2 separate regions of the Triticum aestivum genome follow, and region 2 is linked to region 1. The links are chromatin contacts, called in public Hi-C maps. All regions are on one chromosome and are shown on one strand. The core of a region is the stretch at or near the end of the contact, and the rest is flanking DNA. Distances in the headings are between cores, read along the strand shown. Region 1 holds the start of LOC123043208. Region 2 holds the start of LOC123043210 (putative disease resistance protein RGA3).

Region 1 (2,728 bases), core at 110-2,609:
GTTTTTTTGCCACGCCTTCTAGGAATGTGATTTCATGACGAATTTTTGCAGGCACTTAGAACTTTTGTCAATGTTTGTCTCAAAAAAAATTTGGAAATTTTTGAATTTTTTTCGATTTTTTTTTAATTTTACTATTCATGCGGGAGCATATGAGCTCGGGTGCAGAATGGACTTTTCGGTCTTGTAGCTCTTTTTTTCCCAGCGTGATTCTTTCAGCATCCTTATCTAGTGCCAGCTTTTAATTTGATTTGATCCCCACCGAATGATCATATTTTTAAATGGGATTACACAAAGGTCTGGTTCAAATCTAAACCAACTCCTAACTACCATCCGAACTAACCAGACGAAATTTATGCACACACGGCTGGATTTCATTTAAAGTTCGGATATAGTTTACACAAACGGACCACATTCATGCAAACATGAAACATGGGGGTTTTCTTTACATTTTGAATATTTAGAAAAAAAACTATCGCGGCCGCCGGCGTCCAAGCCCTTGTTGTTCCCATCCTGAGACCGCATCCTCCATCCGCCGTTTTCATGAGCACCGACGATAAGACCCGTGAACTGAAGGTGTGGTCTCGGACGAGAAAGAGTAGAATATGAAAGACAGACCGGCCCACATGGGACACAAGGCCCTGCCGCCTCCCGTGCCCTACTTACCCTCGGAGGAGTCCGCGACCTGTCCGTCGCCGATGGACGTGAGGTCCACGATGAAAATGGTGCCGCTCGCACTGTCGTCATCCTACAGGGCTGCCAAATAGTTCGTCGACGATGCGTGTAGGCGCAGCTGACATTGTTCTCCTTGGCGATCGCCTACAATTACACCTCCACAACGGCTGCTTCCTGTCGAGCGGCCGCTTGAGCGCGGGTGACCTTTTAGATCGCATGCTGCTCCACGACGAACTTGGGGTTCGTCACGGCGATGATCGTCACGGCCTCCTCGCTCGCGCGCTCGTCGTCGATCTGACCCTCCGCCAGCCGGTGCTGCTCCAGGAGGAACATGTCGTACCGCTACTCCTCCTGCGCCTGCTGGAACAACGATATAGGTCAACGTGCACTAGTGTCCTTGCCCGCTACGTGTTTGACGAAATGTCGGGACGAACATGCACAAAATGCATCCGCCCCCTGTTGGACGCACCGGCCAATCCAAATAAAAAAGCAAACACGGCCGAGCAGAAGGGTGACCGAAACAAAAACAGAAAAACAAAATTAATGTTCGTTTGGGTCGCTGCTCCGGGATTGGCTGTTTTACAAACTGGTACTAGTCATGTGTTCAGAGGGGCATCCTAGTACATGTCAATTCCTTCTTACCAAAAACAATTCCTTGTATCTACGTGGCCCGGCTTAGCGCCACGGCCAAGGGTCCACACGGCCCCAAAAACCATCGTCTTCCTGTGTCGTCCCTTTCCTCGCCCCTCACACGCCTCACTCCGTTCTCGCCGAGGGTGCTCCACCTCTCTCTCGGGGCGCCGTCGCGAGCGATTCAGGCGCAGCGCCGCAAATACGCCGGCCGGGAGGCCCGACTTGGAGGTACCGATTCCGCCCTCACTCCCCGCTTTCCCCTTTTGTTGCTCCCATTTTTGGGGGGATCTTTCGGCTTTGGGCTAGCTTTGGGGGTTTGAAGCTTGAAGCTCTCGCCCTCTCTGTCGGATCTTCCATTCCTCGGCTACTCGTTGTTGCTGCGTCAGTTGATCCATCTCATCTTTTTAAGGAAGATTTTCTCCGAATTTTCTGTCTCAGTGCTCGCTCGGCTGCGGGGAGGATCTATCGCTGGGGCGCATGTACAGCCGGCCGGCTGCCCATCGGCGACGACGGACTAGCAGCACCTTGATACCCGCGCGTCGATTGCCCCTCCTGGCCACTAGGCCTTGTATTTGTATGGCCCTTCTTGGTGCTGCCCTGTCACCACGCTTCAAAGATTACAATCTGCAGCCGCTTCCTTCTCTTGCGGTGCTTGGCTATCCCAAAGCTCAGTGAACCAGGCTAGCTGTTGCAATGCAACGTCTTGAAGAAGAAATTTGCAGACTGAACCTATGGGACAGGGGCGAGGTGTGTGCTGCTACCAAGAACCTCCTCCGGTCCATCGAGCAGCCCCCCTACTCGATCCAGGCAGACACCATCGTCTGCTGTTTCTCCCTCAGCGGGTGCCACTCCCAAAGCAGCAGCCATGACGGCTATGCATCTAGTGATGGCGACGACACTCCAACTCCAACCAGCAGCAACGTGCGGCAGCTTCACTATCCGTCACATGCCCACATGGACCCTGGCCGTGCCCGACTCATCTTGCCGGGCTCTTTGGACCAGCTAGAGGGCATCATCTGCAATTGTCAAGTGGCTTTTGGATCTGATTACAAACAAGTGCTCCTCCAAGCATTCTCGGCCAACTCACATACATTGAGCAGGTAAATCCACAAATTTGTTTTATTACTTGGGTTAAAGATGATACTGGCAGTATGTATTCCATTTTTCTTCCCTCCGGCCCTGAAGAAACACATATTCCTTCTTCATGGCGTTTTTTATTACTCCCTCTGTACAAAGTAGACCGGGACTGTCATTGTACTCCCTCCGTTTCTTTGTAGTCTGCATATAAGATTTAGTCAAAGTCAAACTTTGTAAAGTTTGACTAACTTTATAGAAAATATATCAACATCTACAATACTAAAGTTATACGTTATGAAAGCTAATTTCATCATGCATCTAATAATGTTGATTCCATAGTGTGAGT
Region 2 (2,728 bases), core at 151-2,650, 290 kb before region 1:
TCTGTGTCTCCTCAAGTGGCCAAGATCGATATATAGATGCACGGTGGATGATCGGGAGCTAGTAGCTCACAGAGGTTTTCCCGGTGACAGTTAACTTGCCAAGAAACAACGGGGAAATCGGTGCGACATGGCATAGGATTAGGGGAAACAGCGTCTTCTCCGTGTGAGGGCGCGCGCGATCTGCTGCAGCGCGAAATTCCTGGGAACGGCTCCCACGGCTGGACGAAGCGATCGGCTCATGCTCTGCCTGATTGCTCCGTGGCCTGCCCTTCCCGCTGATGCATGGCTGCAGTGCCGCTCCGTGGCCTGCAGTGACGCCTGGCCTGGCCCTGTAGCCGCCGAGACACATGAGCTGCCGAGTGTGGCACATGTAGTGGCAGAGACAGTGGGGACCAGCAGGGGCCTGACCCCCCTAACATCTCTGATTGTCTCTGATTTAAGGCTAATATCCATGTCAGTAGTGCTTAAGTGATGTGTAAAATGAAGCATTTTTTATGAGTCGGCCGTCCCCAACAGGACTTTACAGCCCTGCGCGATGACAGCGAACACAAAGCGTGGCGATGGTGGATACCACGAGCGCCACAGATTACGACGAGGCCTCCCTACCAATCCTGCTATATGGTGCTCAACATTTGCAAAAAAGGGCCTCATATACTATGTCAAAAACAAAAGAACCCTCACTCCACTCTTTCCTCTCCCATCATTGAGGTGGTGTTTGGTTTTCTAGTCCTAGGACTTTTTCTAGTCCTTAGGACTTTTTGAAAAAAAACTCTCAAGAAGGTGCTTCAAAAAAAAAGCAAAAAGTCTTAAAGAGGTCCCCCCTGTTTGGTTTGCTAGGAACTTTTTTTAGTCCCAACACAAAAAAGTCCCTGAAACCAAACACCCCCTGAGTCTCACAAAGTTGAGTCACTTACTTTGGGACGGAGGATGTATTTATTACGTACTTTCTTCAAACATAAATATAGTCATATATGTTGAATCATTCCTCTGAATTTAATTTGTTTTTTCTTTTACCACCTTTTTTGTTTTGACAACATGTTCAAAACAAGATCAATGTTGAGTATATTTTTCAAATTTATTACTATTATTATTTTCAAAAGTAACTGTAACATTTATATGTTCATGCACTTGCTTAAACTAAATCTCAAGTGAAGTTTCAAAAAGCAAAATAACAATAATCAAAAAACATTTTCGACATGGATCTTGTTTCAAAGATCTCATCAAGACAAAGTTGAAAATGAAAACAAATTCAAAACTGAACATTTGGTTCAAAATATATGACCATTTTCCTTTGTGTTTGGGTCAAAAAATTAAACACAAAAATTTATTGATGGGAGAATGCGATGTGAAGTGCGGGTAAACATCTTGTAGTCCGACGTATGGCGAAATCTGACCCGTTGCATTTTTACATCTAATAATGGGCCAAAAGCTATTGATAGATGCACCTGGTGCCGGCCTGACCGAGCGGTGACTTCAAAACCAACGGACGGGCACGATCCCGCGGTACGCACGCGTAAACCGCGCAAAATCCCTTCTCCGCTAGCTCAGCTTCATTCCCCCGCATGAGTGGTCTCTTGATTAAATAAGTTAGCAGTTAGAGTAGCTACTTAAATCACGTCGGGCAAGCCTATAGCTAGCTAGCCAGGTTCGATCGATCCTTGGGCCGGCACGGCTTTGTCGTCAAGGCATCAGCAGAGTGCGTAGCCATGCCGGCCGGCACGCTGCTGGTGGTTGGTGGGTGGGTATTCTCGCCGATCATCAAGGAGCTCATCGGCGAGGCCAGATCCTTGGTGAGCAGCAAGTACTCGAGCTTCAAACATCTGGCCAAGCACCTCGAACAGCTTGTTGATGTCCTGGACCAGATGACCACGACCATCGAGGCCGTCCAGCAGCAGGCTCAACGGCGGCGCTCCGACGAGGACGTCTCCGCCGGCGGCGGGATGGCTAGCTGGGTGGGCCGGCTGGTCGACGCCATCCACGATGTGGAGTCCGTCCTGGACGTCTTCACCTACGACGACATCGTCATGTCCAACTTGCGCGACAACAAGCTTGCTCAGGTTGCTCACTCCGCGGCCAGAGCCGGCCGACGGCTGATCGGCAGGGACAAGGCGTTCAACCGGCTCAAGAAACTCCTGGACGAGCTTCCGCTTATCCAGCAGAGCTTGCGGGATCTCGCCCAGCTGCCGCGGATCGACTCCGGCGGCAGCCGGGGCCGAGGCCGAGGATACTCGCGCTCCGTGTCACGAAAGGCGACTGGCCCGCTGCTACCGGGGGCGACGGGCCAAGAACTGTTCGTGGGGTACGAGCAGGAGTATGGCCGGCTCGTCTCGGCCCTGCTCAACAACGTCAGCGACCAGCCCAGTAGCAGCAGCAGCAACAAGAATGTCGTGGCGGTCATCGGCCACAGCGGCATCGGGAAGACCATGATCGCTCGGCGGGCATGGCATGACAAGAGAATCAACGGGGACAACAACAAGCACTTCGATCTGATGGTGTGGGCGAGCGTTCGATGCATGTTCACCGAGACCGAGCTGCTGGCCGAGATATGGAGGTCCATCCCCGGATCAAGCGGCGTCGACGAGAAATGCGCCGCCGCGGGGATGAGCTTCGGCGTGCTACAGCAGGCGATCCGCGGGCTGGTCGGCTCCAGGAGGTGCCTGCTCGTGCTCGACGACGTGTGCAACGACGAGTCCGGCCGTGACTGGACGGAGAAGATGAGGACAACTTG

What was found. Hi-C and Micro-C count contacts between places; a contact is called where the count stands out from the background.
Region 2: a Hi-C map of leaf shows a contact between it and region 1, with 5 times the contacts expected there. The contact joins the promoter of LOC123043210 here to the promoter of LOC123043208 in region 1. A contact is called at or near these places in 3 of 5 Hi-C or Micro-C datasets (all in leaf).

What each region holds. Positions count from the first base shown.
Region 1 is chr2B:24,536,936-24,539,663 of IWGSC CS RefSeq v2.1, reverse strand. It overlaps LOC123043208, which reads left to right and starts at 1,359. Exons shown (of 4, transcript XM_044465584.1): 1 at 1,359-1,533; 2 at 1,744-2,405. The coding sequence starts at 1,999.
Region 2 is chr2B:24,830,538-24,833,265 of IWGSC CS RefSeq v2.1, reverse strand. LOC123043210 (putative disease resistance protein RGA3) reads left to right here and starts at 1,400. Exons shown (of 1, transcript XM_044465586.1): 1 at 1,400-2,728. The coding sequence starts at 1,707.